Regions from separate parts of the Callithrix jacchus genome. Here region 2 is linked to region 1. Evidence: chromatin contacts called from public Hi-C data. All regions are on one chromosome and are shown on one strand. Each heading gives the region's core, a stretch centred on a gene start, on an enhancer-like site or on the middle of the called end of the contact. The rest is flanking DNA. Distances are from core to core; before and after follow the strand shown. Region 1 overlaps DAPK2 (death associated protein kinase 2). Region 2 holds the start of DAPK2 (death associated protein kinase 2).

What was found. Hi-C and Micro-C count contacts between places; a contact is called where the count stands out from the background.
Region 2: a contact with region 1 is called in a Hi-C map of skeletal muscle, with 4 times the contacts expected there. The contact joins the promoter of DAPK2 here to the enhancer-like site in region 1. A contact is called at or near these places in 2 of 3 Hi-C or Micro-C datasets (induced pluripotent stem cells and skeletal muscle).

The regions. Positions count from the first base shown.
Region 1 is chr8:10,726,475-10,734,083 of calJac240_pri, forward strand. All of the region lies in intron 11 of DAPK2 (death associated protein kinase 2), which reads right to left. Among named protein-coding and RNA genes, the nearest start is that of HERC1, 76 kb to the left of the region's middle. Within about 2 kb of position 4,092, at least 2 of the 16 cell types and tissues checked have an H3K27ac peak or open chromatin away from gene starts, as enhancers often do. A contact at or near this core is called in skeletal muscle, where this site is marked.
Region 2 is chr8:10,858,613-10,866,221 of calJac240_pri, forward strand. DAPK2 (death associated protein kinase 2) reads right to left here and starts at 4,699. Exons shown (of 12, transcript XM_054240447.2): 1 at 4,599-4,699.

The DNA.
Region 1 (7,609 bases), core at 2,842-5,341:
AGCAGGATAATGGCCCAGCTGATTTTTCAAATACTGTTCTGGCCTCTAGGTTTAAATTCAAAGAGACACGAAGGCACCCAGAGCGTGCGCTGACAAACTCAGCCTCCTTGACCTTGGAAGTTGCCCTCAGTTGTCCACGTCCTTACACAAACTCCCAGGGGAGGCGATGTTTGAGGAGGCAGGGCTGGGAGGGGCGGAGGGTATTTTCTACTCCTTCTCCTTAAAAGGGGAATAAAAATTCCAGCCCAGGTATTCTTACACTGAGTGGTGTGATGACCTCTGATCTAGGTGGCGGTAGAACACAAAGAAAAGCCTATCGTCAAGTCAGGGGTAAAAGCACAGTAGAGAGGGGCACTATGTCCTGTCCCTAATAGCAGCCATTAGGATGGATCGTTAGGATGGACTTCTTTTCACTTCATTTTCTCCCTTTATCTTTAACATAATATTTGATACAAGCAAAAGTATAGACGGCTACCGATCACCAGCTCAGCCAGAGACCTTCACCCAGGTGGTGTTGAAGGAATTAAGAAGCAGACACCCAGATAGAACAGCAAAGTGGGTCTATCCGGAGGGGCCAGCAGCCTTGCTGACTGAGAGCCTCAAAGGCTGATGACATTCCAGGTGAAGGCCCTGAGTAGACGCTGACCCAGGCATTTATTCTCTGAACAGGTGATCAGCATTAACAAACAGATGTTCGGTATTTTCTCATAACACAAAACATGCCAAGTAGGCAGCTGGTGTCCGCTTACCACTGATCACAGACAAACTAAAAAGTATTCTCCACGAGGGAGCCACGGGGGCAGGGGCAGCTGTCTTCATACATTGTTCTGCCACTTTGGAAGGCCCCAAGTAGTTTTCTACTTGGTGTGGTGTTGTGGGGGGTGGGGAGTGGCTAGGTTTTCCTTGCCATCCGTCTTCCTAGCAAACAATGTATTCTATCATACACTCAGCATTCATCAATATTCATAAACTTAATATTTCTCAATGGACAATTAATATGTAAGTTACAAAGCATTATAATAAACTGAACAGCAGGAGCCCATCGTGAACCTGGTGTGGGCTGGATGGAACACTGCCAACAGCCCAGCACCCACATTTGTCCTCTTCCCCATCTCAGCCACCCAGATGTATGTTGCATCCTCAATTTTGAGGGTAGTCACTTCCTTGCTTTTAAAATTCAATTTTATGGCTGGCGAAGTGGCTCATACCTGTAATCCCAACAATTTGGGAGGCTAGGTGGGGAGATCACCTGAGGTCAGGAGCTCAAGACCAACCGGGCCAACCATGGTGAAACCCCATCTCTACTAAAAATATAAAATTAGCCAGGCATGATGGCGGGCACGTATAATCCCAGGAGAGAGATTATACTCGGGAGACTGAGGCAGGAGAATCACTTAAACCCAGGAGGCGGAGGTTGCAGTGAGCTGAGATCATACCATTGCACTCTAGCCTGGGCAAAAAGAGTGAAACTCTGTCTCAAAAATAAATAAAATTCAATTTTGTCACGTTCACATGTATCCCTAAACAACTTATGGCTTAGTTTGTGAACTTAAAAAAGAAAAAAGAGTATAATACTGTATATTGTTCTCCAGGTTACGTTTTCATTGAACACTGTATTTCTCCAGGAAAAGTAGAGAATAATGTCGATTTGAAGGTAGACAAAACTGGGCTGGAATCCAGATTCTAAGTGTGACTTAGATCTGTGATACAGATCCAGCTGTGTGACTGCATGCAAATTTCCTAACACCACTGAATCTCAGCTGTATCCTACAAATGGGGCTCTCATTTCCCTTACAAGATTAGGAAGAGGATTAAACGAAATGGATGCAACATGTTCCTATTGCAGAGCAGATTTCAAAAACCTATGGTGGGCTTCCTTTTTTTTTCTTCTACTTTTCCTCTACCTTAGGGGTGGAAGATCACTAATCCATAGAGGAAAAAATACTTTAAAAATTATTATTATTTTTAGATGGGGTCTCACTATGTTGCCCAGGCTGGAGTGCGGTGGCTATTTACAGGCACAATCCCACTACTGATCAGCACGGGAGTTTTGACCTGCTCCGTTTCCGACCTGGGCCGGTTCACCCCTCCTGAGGCAACCTGGTGGTCCCCCGTTCCCGGGAGGTCACCATATTGATGCTGAACTTAGTGCGGATATCCAATTGGCACAGGGCACTATAGCCCAGAACTCCTGGGTTCAAGCGATCCTCCCACCTCAGCCTCCCGAGGATCTGGTACTACAGGCACGCGCCACCATGCCTGGCTAAAAAAAATTATTTCTCCTTAGCGAATATAATCAACTGCTTTTGGATTAAGAACTAGAACATGAATTCAATAAGTAAATAAAATATTAAAATATATACTTCAGCTGTATATTATGAATTGCTAATGGGCGAAGGGGGAGAGAAAAAGAGAAGCAGTGGGCGAGGGGGAAAAAAGGAGAGAAACTGTTAATGGGAGCTCACCAACAGTGTGTCTGCTTTTTAAAATGTCAATAACCATTGTTCACAGATCTTCAGCTGCTCAATTTCTACACCTATTAACGTTTGCTTAGAATGGTATCCTCTCAGCAGACCACCAAGGAAGATATCCTTTGGGGTGCAGCAACAGTGAACAGAACAATGTCAAGTTGGGGACTTGAGGGAAAGAAAGTTTTACATTCCAGTGCCACATAAAATTCCCTGTAAGATACGCGTTCTCAAGTTAGCTCTTTCACGAGTACTTACTTTGTCTGTAGAGTCCAGGGCCTGACTTTTCTTTCACAGAGATTTTGTAGTTCACTATTTTTTTTTGAGGCGGAGTCTCTCTCTGTCGATAGGCTGGAGTGCGGTGGTGTGATCTCAGCTCACTGCAACCTCCGCCTGCCAGGTTCAAATGATTATCCTGCCTCAGCCGCCTGAGTAGCTGGGACTACAGGTGCCCGCCATCACCTGGTTAATTTTTTTTTTTTTTTTTTTGAGACGGAGTTTCGCTCTTGTTACCTAGGCTGGAATGCAGTGGCACGATCTCGGCTCACCGCAACCTCCGCCTCCTGGGTTCAGGCAATTCTCCTGCCTCAGCCTCCTGAGTAGCTGGGATTACAGGCACGCGCCACCATGCCCAGCTAATTTTTTGTATTTTTAGTAGTGGCGGGGTTTCACCTCGTTGACCAGGATGGTCTTGATCTCTTGACCTTGTGATCCACCCGCCTCGGCCTCCCAAAGTGCTGGGATTACAGGCATGAGCCATGGTGCCCTGCCTGTATTTCACCTCTTACAGTACAGCCTTCAATTTCTTCCAAAATAAGGTTTTCAGCCAATAAATATACGAAGAGAAAAGGCAAATGCAATCTAAGATCTGGAGTCAGGAAAGCCAGCACACGAAATTCATCAAAATGCAGTGCACTAAAATATTTATATGGGTATTTGTGAAATAGTAATGCAGCATCCAACACACACATAAGCACACACTCTGGGGCAGGGCACCTCCGGTCTGGAAGAACTGCATTTGAACTGCATGGCTTTCATCACTGGAATGTTCCACTTGCCTCAGAGAACACTGTGGTCTCTTTCAGCCCTGAAAGTGTCAGCTGGCCAACACATCCTTCTACAGAGCCAACAGAACACATGTGGTGCCCTGGGTCAGCTGCTGCCCTTATCCTCATACCTTGCAGGCAGCAGCTGTCTGATAGCAGAGAGGCTACAGGGACTGGGTCCCTGTTGGGGAGGGGCATGGGTACCTAGTTTCTGGCTGCTGGTCCTCAAAGTCATTCTGAAAGGATTGTGCATCCTCCATGGCCCCCCTCTGCCCACTGCCTGGCCCTGTGCTTCCCAAAGGGCTTCTGGGAAACACAACAGGTGGATCCAACACCAAAATGCTGGGCTAAGAGGACTCAGTCAGCAGGGCTTTATAGAACCTGGATGAGAGGAGAGCCAGAAGGAGATACGGGCATGATGGAGTCGTGGATTCCCAGCGCTTAGAGAACATGGACCCCTTTAGAACAGGGTCTGGGTGTCTGTCCTGTTCTGTTCCAACCCAGCTTCTAGAACAGTGCCAAGCATACAGTGGGAGCCCAATAAATGCTGGTTCCCTGACTGCCTTGCAGCCTATGGGGGTGGGCAGCTGAGATGCCCCCACCCAAGGGCAGTGTCCTTTGCTGTGAAAGACGGGCAGAAGCAAGTGTGTCAATTTCTTCCATTTCCAAGAATGAAGGATGAGGCAGGCAACAGTAAAGAATGGATGAGGCTTGTTAACAATGAGGCAAAGCGAATGGTCCATCCTCTCCGGAAAGGTCCACCACAGTTTATCAGCTGAATGAATGAGCACTGTTACTAGGGGCCAGAACGTCTGCGCTTTCATCAGATATTTTCACAAATTCATTGTGTGACGCTCTAGTCACTTCCTCTCTCTGGCATCAGTTTCCTCTTCAGTGAAACATAGCGGGTGGGCTAGAGAAGCTGCGAAAGGCTAACTCTCTGGTCATGACGGGTTTGTCGAAGGTCTTCACTGCTCTCCTTCCTAGCAGGAGGGCAGCCCTCCTCTTACCATAACTGACTTCCTAGGAGCTCCCAGTGAACCCTGTTCCAGAACATGCCCTTCTGATTTATGTAACCAGCCATAGCCAAGAGCCCCTCACAGGCCCAGGGCCCCTGCCCACCGTCAGCAGTTCTTGGCCTCGGTTATTCTCCCAGGGTAGAGGGAGGCACAGGGCTGTTTCTGTCTGAGATCTGGGGAAGAAGTCCAGGTCAGCTGCTAAGCATTCTGCAACCAGCTTGAGGGACCACTCCATTTTTGGCTGGATGCTTTTCTGAAACTTGCCTTGCTGTTCCTGTGGGGCCATTTTGCTCTGGACCGATCGATTGGTTGCTGACAAAGGGAACTGGGATCTCTTTCCCCAGCATCCTTTCCTTTTTTTTTCAGATGGAGTCTTGCTCTGTCACTAGGCTGGAGAGCAGTGGCATGATCTCAGCTCACTGAAACCTCCATCTCCTGGGTTCACGCGATTCTCCTGCCTCTGCCTCCCAAGTAGCTGGGATTACAGGTGCATGCCACTACACCTGGCTGATTCTGTATTTTTAGTAGAAATGTTGGCCATGATGGTCTAGATCTCCTGATCTTGTGTTCCACCCGCCTCGGCCTCCCGAATTGCTAGGATTACAGGAATGAGCCACAGCACCCACCCTACCCTTTTCTTTGAATAATATTTTCCCCTCTCTCTCCTTCCTGGCTCACTTCCTCAGCTCAGTTTCCTCACCTTCCAAAACTTCTCTCCTTTCCTGTCAACCTCTTCCCATGTACTTTCCCAACCTCCTGGCCTTGCCCTGACTCTGTTTCTGACTCCCACGGGTCATCTCTTGAGTTCTGGTCAGCGACACTATTCCTTTGGCCTCAAAAGCAGAGCCCACATTTCGATGCCGTTGAGTGAGCTTCCCTTGCTCTCTTCACCGGAGAAGACAGATCTTCCATCTCTTTTTCCTCTCCCTTCTCCCTGTGGCTGCTTCTTTGCCCTTCTCCGCCCACATTGTTAGGAATTCTCCTGCCCCCATCTTGCCTGTACTTGGCAGGTGTCCATTTTGGTAGGGCCACCATAACAAAGTACCACAGACTGGGTGGCTTAAAAGACAGAAGTTTATTTTCTTACAATTTTGGAGGCCAGAGTCTAAGACTGAGGTGTCTGCAGGGCTGATTTCCTCCGAGCCCCTCCTCGGTTTGTTGATGGCTATTCCCCCTCCCTACTCCTGGGCTCTCATGTGGTCCCTCCTGCGTGTCCTAATCCCCACTTCTTATAAGGACACCAATTATATTGCATCGGGCCCTACCCCAGTGAGCTCGTTTTAATTTAATTCCCTCTCTAGAGACCCTATCTCCAAATACAGTGATATTCTGTGGTACCGAGGGTTGAGACTTCAACATACGAACTGTGGGGAGACACACTCAGCCCCTAACAGCAGGAGTGGTGGCAGTGGTGGCAGAGGGAGCACAGCAATGCTCGTCTCTGGAAATTTTTTTTTTTTTTTTTTTTACATAGTCTCACTCCTTCACCCAGGCTGGAGTGCAGTGGTGTGATGCCGGCACCCTGCAGCCTCGACCTTCTGGGCTCAAGCAGTGCTCCCGCCTCATCCCCCGGAGTAGCTGGGATGCCAGGTGCCTGTAAACCATACTCGGCCAATAGTTTGTATTTTTTGTAGAGACTGGGTTTTGCCATGTTGCCTAGGCTGGTCTCCAAGCGATTCCCCTGCCTCGAACTCCCAAAGCGCAGGGATTACAGGCGTGAGCCACCACGCCCAGTCACTGGGTGGATTCTCCTGGACTGGACACCTTCCCGTTAGGGAAGCAAGGAGGAGGCAGGCCCACTGCAGGCCTGTGGGGATGGTTCAGTAGGACTTTCTGAGGTTCTGCCCACTCAGCACCCCACTGGGTGCCCCTCCAGAATCACAGGCACACCGGCTCAAGGAAATCAGATGGGTAGCCCTAAAAGAAGCCAAGCCTCAGGTAAACCAGAAGTTTAATAAAAATGAACAAAATTACAACATGGCAGGCCAGCAATGGGCTGCTTTAGAAGGTCTGATGTGTTGGTCAGCCTGACGTCCTGCTCCTGTGGTTCTGGGAGGTCACAGGATTGGTCCCTCACATACGAGGTTCACTTTCCTCAGTTACCCTGTTCCCACTGGGGAGGACTCTGTCTTCCTGGTGTAATTTTTGGCCCGGCTGGTTCTGAACCCCCTCACCCTGTGAGGAAGACTGCCTGGGTCTGACCTTTACCCCACGACAATGGTGATGTCCTTTATATTGTTTCCCTAAGTCCACACCCCCACCCCAGGGTCTGAGGATGGCAGACAGAGGAAAGCCCATTTTATGGAAAATTAAGAGCTTTGGGAATGCCTGAGCCTCCTCCATAGGAGACAGCCACAGCTCCCAGGGTCTCTGGGCTCGCCTGCAAGCTCTTCTGAATTCTGTGGGTCCGTCTCTCTTTCGAAGTGCTCAGGACACACAGGTGCTGGTGATGAGCTGGGTCCACAAGTCTGCACAGAAGGGAACCCCGCTGGGCCCAGACCTCCCTGGCGGCCACTGCAGGCGGGGCCAGTTAGGAGGTGCTGCTCCTCCTCCTCGGGTGGAGGGCTTTCCTCCTGGCGATGTCCTCCTCGGTGTCACTCTCACAGTTCCTCTGGAGGAAAAAGTAAGAAAGAGATCCCGGGCAGGAGGATCATGAGATGCCAGGAATGGGGCTGTACTGGGCAACCTGGATTGATTCACCTTGGCCAGGGGCCTGCAAGCCAAGGAGGTGAGTGGTAAAAGCACGCCTGTTGCTACAGTCGGGCTGGGGGAGGGGAGGGACCTGAAATGAGGCCAGACCAACTGCCTCAAGGAAGGACACTCCCAAGAGGAGGGACAGCAGCAGGGCATCTAAGGGAAACCAGACATCAGGAGAGGCCAAATTATAATAAAGAAAATTACATCTAGTGCCCCTTGTGGCTACCACATAATCAAGGCCACTTGGCTGGGTGGTCTGTGGCTGCTGGGTCTCCTGAGCTCAGTCTGAAGAGACTGGAGGATGGGCGTGAGCCACAGGGTCCTCCCCATGCTCTGACAGCCACCATCCCATGCCCCTTCTTCGATGGGCTGCACCTTC
Region 2 (7,609 bases), core at 3,449-5,948, 130 kb after region 1:
AATGCTATCTACCATCATATTTTCTTTTCTTTCTTTCTTTTTTTTTTTTTTTTTTTTTTGAGACAGAGTTTCGCTGTTGTTACCCAGGCTGGAGTGCAATGGCACGATCTCGGCTCACCGCAACCTCTGCCTCCTGGATTCAAGCGATTCTCCTGCCTCAGCTTCCCGAGTAGCTGGGACTACAGGCACGTGCCATTATGCCCAGCTAATTTTTTTTTTTTTTTGGATTTTTAATAGAGACGGGGTTTCACCATGTTGATCAGGATGGTCTCAATCTCTTGACCTTGTGATCCACCTGCCTCGGCCTCCTAAAGTGCTGGGATTATAGGTGTGAGCCACCGCGCCTGGCTCTACCATCATATTTTCACTGAAAAATATATTCTTCCAAATAAACTATTTGGGTCAGGTCCTGCAGAGTGGGGTTACCAATTTCATACAGCTAGATACAAGCAGGAAACTCCAAAAAAAAAAAAAAATCTGTTGGTAGAAACCCTGAGAGTGGTCCCAGGAACAGCTAAGATCTCCCCTTTGGTGAGAGGCCAGCTCCATTTGCTGAGAGCAGGATTCAAGGAAGCCCCAGTTCCCAGCAAAATGATAAGCCTCTGCCTTGGGCTCTACATCCTGTGTGGCCAGGGGGTAGGGGGCAGGTGAGCCCCCTAGGGACAAACTACGCCCACCAGTTAGGCTTTAACTCACCTTTCCAGCCTTTGCCCCCTCCCTCACATATCCTATATTCTAGCCCAAGTTAACCTGTCCCAGTCCCCTAAAACTTTCACCCTTGCTATGTCTTGGCTGAAGTGGGGCCCCTGCCTTGAGAGGCCCACGTGGAAAGTCCTGGAGAATGGACAAAACTGCCCACTTCCCACAAGACCCAGCCAAATGCTGCTATCTCTGTGTGGCTTCGTGATCCTTGCTCTCCCAAAAACAGATGACAATTCTCCCCTTCTTTAAGTTCCCCAAGAGTGCTCTTCATACATTTTTAGGGTTAGAGTTAATCACATTCTGGCTCGTGTCATAATCTATGTCTATGTCTAACACAGATGGGGAGAAGAGATTTAGTCATCACATAGGCCTGGGTTCCAATCCCAGCTCTGTCACTTACTGGCACATTGTGCTCAGCTGAGCACAGGATAACTCTTCTGAGCTTCACATCCCTTCCCCGGAAAATGAACCGAAGATAATGTCTAGTGCTGGTGAGTATGTGCAGCAACTAGAGCTCTCAAACACTGCCAGGAGGGGTACTCACTGGGACCACCACTTTGGAAAACTGTTGGGGAATTTCTTTGGACATACCTAAGAGAAACATGTTTTCCCAAATGATCCATGTTATAATGGTCACTGCAATGCTATTAGTAATAACTAAAAATTGGAAACAACCAAATGGTTATCAATAGAAGACTGGATATACAAATTGAGGCACTATACACCCACACAATGGAATCATTATACAGCAGTGAGAATTACCAAACTACTTTTACCTGCAACAACAAGGTCGAATCTCACAAACATAATGTTGAATGAAAGTAGCCAGACAGTGGCCGGGCGCAGTGGCTCACGCCTATAATCCCAGCACTTTGGGAGGCCGAGGCGGGTGGATCACGAGGTCAAGAGATCGAGACCATCCTGGTCAACGAGGTGAAACCCCGTCTCTACTAAAAATACAAAAATTGGCTGGGCATGGTGGTGCGCACCTGTAGTCCTAGCGACTTGGGAGGCTGAGGCAGAAGAATTGCTTGAACCCAGAAGGCGGAGGTTGCAGTGAGCCTAGATCGTGCCATTGCACTCCAGTCTGGGTAACAAGAGCAAAACTCCATCTCAAAAAAAAAAAAAGAAAGTAGCCAGACACAAAAACTGCGTACTGTGTGATCCCATGTAGGTAAAATTAATAAATAGTGCTAAACGTCAGAAGAGTGGTTATCCCCTCACTCAGGGGAGAGCTGGAAGGGGAGCTTCTGAGGCTTCAGAGTGCCGGCAATGTTGTTTCCTGATCTGGATAGTAGTTAGAGGGATATACGGGATGTATGCTTATTTTGTATGCAATCAAAATTTCACTTATTTTTTTAATGAGACTAATGTGAAACAAATGAGATAATAACCTATGTATAATGTTTTAAATGGTCCCTGGATGGTGTGAATTCCTTCCCTCCTCCCTGTGTCTTAGAGCCCCATAAGGGTAAGAATTGTGGCATTCTCACCTCTGTCCCCTTGTCGTAGGCTAGTATACAGCAGGCACTCCCTAAGTTTTGGCTGATTTGAATTTAGTGCTCCAGCCTCCTTTCTCAAGGCCGCTGCTCAGATGCTCATTAGGTAAAACAACTGATCGCCACTTCAAGCGCTTTCATAACACCCCTCCCAAGGCGAATTTGCATTTTACCAGTTTAGATACAAACTAAAGGAGAGAAACTGAGGTGGAATTACAGTCACCAACTAGGACCCAAAGAAGGACCCAGAAGCACAGGGACCTTTCCAGCCTAAAAAGCTAAAACCACATGGCAGAGGGGAGGGACTTACAACTTTTGGCCAGAGGCACAGGCCATCAGCTCCAGATGCTCCCAGGATGATATCCTCCTTAATGCCCACATTTCTCCTGATGGAGTCCTTGGAATTCACATTCCTGTCTACAATTCTAATACCAGGCAACACTTCAGGAGCTGACACAGATTTCCTAGAACCCCACAGAAAGAGATCTCACAGATCATCTATTTAGGGATTTCTAGACCTGCTTCAGGATCACCAGGGTGAGAAGGGGAGGCCAGAGCAGCTCCATGTTATTCATACTATATGTTGGGGTTCTGGGTAAGAATACACTGTGAAACAGAAGTTTGAAAAACACTGCTATCTAGTCTAACCCACTTGTTTTCACAAGAGAAAACTGAGATTCAGACAGGGGAAGGGACTTGCTGAACATCACACGGCTGACCCATCCAGCTCCTCTTCCCAGGCCTTCTTCTGTTAACAGCCACCCCAACCTCTCCAAGATGGCACTGGGTTTGGTGAAGTCAGTGGCCTCCTGAGGGACAAGCTAGGAGGAGGTGTCCAGGGTTGGAAGATCATGTCATAGGAAACTCTCAATACTCACGAAGCCCTCTTACCTACTGACCCATCTCACTCTGCAAAGTGAACTCTATCAGTTCCTCACCCCACCTCACCCAGTGCAAGTGAGTGAAACAAGACCACAGCAAGAGGGCAGGCAGTGGTTGGGCCGAACACGCACAACTGTCTCATCACACCCGCCCCCATTAGCAGTCATTGCAACCAGGCTCTGGAGAGGCTGCCCACAGAAGGGAGGGGGCTCCGTTGTTACAGGGCCCCTCTCTACATTCCGGGCTCTGACCCATCATGGTCTCTGATAAGGAAGCTGAGGCCCGCAGAAGGTCAGCCACCTGCATAAGTTGACGCAAGAAAAACTTGGTGTCTCTGGCAAAGGTCCAGCTCCCTTGGGAAGCCTGCTTGTTCACCCCACAGCTAACAATTTGGGAGGCCGCAGGGAAGTGGACAGGGCTGGTGCAGGTCGCATTCCCGCAACCAGAAACTTACCTCCAAGCCACATCCACACACCCCTAAGCCCCCTGCCCAAGTCTCCTCAGAAGCTGCTGAATTATCCGTGGTGCCATCGACATGAGTGGTTTGGGGAAGAACAGGGCTCTGACGTTAGCTGTGAAGAGGCCAAGGAGCCAGAGTCTCTCAGTCGACAGGATTCTCCCAGGAATACCTTACACAGAGGCAGTTGGGAAACACAGTGTCGACAACCAGAGTGCCTGCCCTCCACCTGGGATTTCGGGGTACAAGATGTCAGGCACTGCCCCTGCACTTGCCCCCCAAGCCTTCCCACCTGCCTCTGTGGGAGCCAGCTATGGTGTCCTCTACTCCGGTATGCACCGCTACCTTACCATTACCTGCACGGCCTCAACGAAGCTCACCTCTCTGAGGCTCGTTTTCTATTTTGTAAAGTAAGAATACCAATTTCCACCATGCGGAGCTATGGTGAGGGTTGGCCAGGCCGATGCAGGCCTTGAGACCTCCACAACGCCTGGCCCAGCGTCCTAGTCAACTGTTGGGACCCAACCTGCAGCACACCTCCTGGCCGTCCCGGGGCCCACCCTAGCTCTACCCCAGTTTGGGGCACCTGACGGGGGGACCACACCTTCATTCGGCCCCACAGGAGGCTCAGACATCTGAGCACCCTCCTCCCATCACCTCCTCATGCCAGGCGGCCGCAGGAGGTGAGAGAGGAGGCCCAAGCTGAGAAGACTTGGCCGGGAGCCGGGCGTGCTCTGCCCGTTACAAGGGGCCTCACTTGATGGATGTCTGTCTCCCATCTCCCTGGGGTGCTTGGCTCTGCCCGCCGCCCCCACCCTGTCTCCCGGGCCAAAGTGCCAGGCTCCAGAGGGCGCCCCGGGGCAGTGGCGGGCAGCTCCCGCGCTCAGGTGCCGGCCACAATGCCCCGGGCCACGGCGTCAGGCACCGGAGCGGCGGGCCCGGGATCTGCGAGCGAGTGCCCCGGATCTCTTTGCCCCGCCAGCCCCAGCTTCGGGTGCTGCCGCCGTCGGGCCACAGCCCGGTCCCGCCCGTCGAGCCCGCAGACGGGCGCTACTCACGGCGGGAGGCTGCGCTGCGGCGGGCACTGGGGACTCGGCTGGGCCGGCCGTCCTCTCCTCCTTGAGCGCCCGGCGCCCGCCAGCCGAGCAGCCGAGGAGCCGAGAGGGCGGAGCGGCCAGCCCCGTCCCAGGCGCCGGCTGGAGGCGCGCCCAGCTGCCCCGGACGGAGCTCGGGGCGCCCCCTGCTGGAGCCTCCTCCGGACCTCGCCGGGGCCAGGGCCCAAAGCCTCCCCGCCAGGTGGGGGACACCTCAGGGCTTCGAGGAACCGGGGCGAGCGGGGAGGGCCGGTGCCGAGACCCTCCGCGCGTCCCTACCGGGTCTGACGCGCACATCCTGTGTGGCCTCGGGCAAGTCGGCTACACTCTCCGGGCCTTATCTGGAAATAGAATTGAATGAGCTCACACGTGTGATAGGGTCCCGCACAATCCTCAGAAAACGGCACTTGCGTGCTCCTCTCCCCAGCACACACCGCGAGCCAGGAAGCCCCACTGGGCCGCCTCCTCCCTGCCAGCCAGAGCGCTCCCTGCACCGCAGACTCTAGGGCCTCACGTCCACGGCGCACAGCAGGGTGGCGGCTGCGATGAGAAGGGCCGCTCTGCTCCTCACTGCCCCCCACCCAGCCTGGGAGCGGCCCGCCCTCCTTTGCCCTTTGTCCTGGCACGGTTGGTGAGTGAAGCCCCCATCTCGCCATCACGCCTTCTCTAATAGAGGACTTGGGAGTGGATTCGTCCTCTCTGCCCTCTGCTAAAAAGTCCTGGAGGAAAAAAGGAAGGAGAGTGAGGGGTGAAGGGAGAAAGGAAGGACGCGGACGCGGAAAACAGAACTTAAGTCAGGTTCATTCGCCTTATTTCAAAACAAGAGGCCTAGAGGAAGCAAATGAAGACCCCACCCTCCTTCCCAGAATTTCCATTCGCTAAGTCACCCACGGAGCTCCTCAAAAGGGCCTGTAATTCAGTCCTACCACCAGGTTCAAAGCCCTGCCCTGCCACTCTGTATGTGTGTTCTTGGGCATGGCTGTTCATCAATAAAGTGGGAGGAACTCTCCTTCAGTAGCTGCTCATGAAGCTCGGGTGGGCTGAGATGAGATGGAGTGTGTAAGATGCACCTAGAGGACCTCTACCAGTGTGAGCACACACACACTCTTCAGCCTTTTGGACAATGGGACAAATACAGATGGACCCCACCACCCAGCTGAGCAGTGCCTTGGCATCCAGGACATCCTCGAGAAAGAGTTCCTTGTTTATAAACTGCATCATAATCCAGGACAGTGCAGTCTGTGCGCCTCCTCTCCTACGAGCACCATGATACACAGACATCCAAGACTTGGACACCCACTAGGGGAAGGACACCCACTGGTGAAGTTTCACCAACATGAGGAGTCCCCTGCCAAACTATCCCTAAACACATCTTCCTCCATTTCCACTTACCTATCACTGGTGACAAACCATTACCACCAGCCTTGGTGGCACAGGACAACAGTTTCATTATGTTCATGCATTCTGAGGGACAGAAGTTGAGACAGCACAGTGTGTATGACTTATTTCTGCCCTGCAGTGTCTGGGATTTCAACTGGGAGCACCTGAATAGTTGGGGGTTTGAATCATCTGGAGGCTTCTCCATTCCCATACCTGGTAATGAAGCCAAGGCTGGGCTCCGCTGACCCTGCTGATTACCTACATGTGGCCTCTCCATCTCTGTCCCTCAAGCCTCATGCTTAATATCTCATTTTCAGCAGCAGCCCCTTGCATGAGTCAAAAGAGACCTTCTTGGGTTTAGCAATTGACAAATCAGTCATTGTCCATCAACCCTAGATTCTCAGTCTGGTGCTCCTTTCACTGTACTTGCCAAAATACAACTACCTTGGGAGGTACCATCTGGAGATACATCTCATGCTTGAGGTTGAGTGGGTTCATCGGACCCTCACCTGATGGCAGCGACAGGGCACTGAACACAGGACCAAGGTGGCCATCAGTAGAAAAGGGGCGGCCCCAAGGACAGTGGCAAAGAAGACACCAACTCCAGAACGAAGCCAGGGGCAGTCCGGGTCTTAAGAGCTAAGAATTATGCAACTCAGCTCCAGTTTTTGCATGGTTCCCACGGCTGACCAAATCAAGTATAAATGCCTCACCCTAGCATGTAAGGCTCTAACCTGCATTTTCCTGCTGTGTCTGCACATTCTCTTCCCTCCTCTGCATGCACATCCAGCCCTTTTGTCAGGTTGGATTACTGGCAGTTCCTGCCTCCATGATTTGTTTGTTTCCACTACCACACCCCTCATCCCATTCTACAAAATCTTATCTATGATCTAAGGGCCTTCTAAAGTATCGTGTCTTCCGCAGAAAACTTCCCTGATCTGCCTACTAAATACCTCTCTCCTTCGATCCCCACCACTCCTGGTTGGTACCTCTCTCGTCATCCTCCTTCCTCTATTTTAATTGTGATTAGTGTCTACTTCTCTTTTTCTCAAGGACAAGTACAATGTCTCGTCCATCTTTGAACCCATATGGTGCTTGATATCCTAAACCCAGTAAAGGTTTGTTAAGCTGAGTTAAGGAAGGTAAATATCACAAGATAAGGGACCATAGCTGTCTTGTTTTCTGTTGTCCCCCAGGAGCACCCAAATACCTGGCACTTACTTCAGGTGCTTCACTTCTAGGGAGGTGTCATTATCTTCTTTTACAGAAGATGAAACTGAGGCTTGGGAAAGTTGATTTGCCCAGACTTATCCAATTTGTAAGTGGCTGAGCTGTGACGTGAATCTTGCCCACTGGTCTCCAAAGCTGTTCCCTCTGCTGCCTTCCTTCAACTGAAACTGCCAAGATTTCTAAAACAGTTTTAATATGAGGCTTTTCAGCCCGGGCAGGACATCAGAATAACTGTGAATAACATGGGGTGTTTAAAACCCCCCATGCTCAGACTGCATCCTACATCAATTACCTCAGAACCTCTGAGGATGGGGTCTGGGTATCAGTTTTTGTTAAACTCCCCAGGTGATTCCCAATGCACAGGT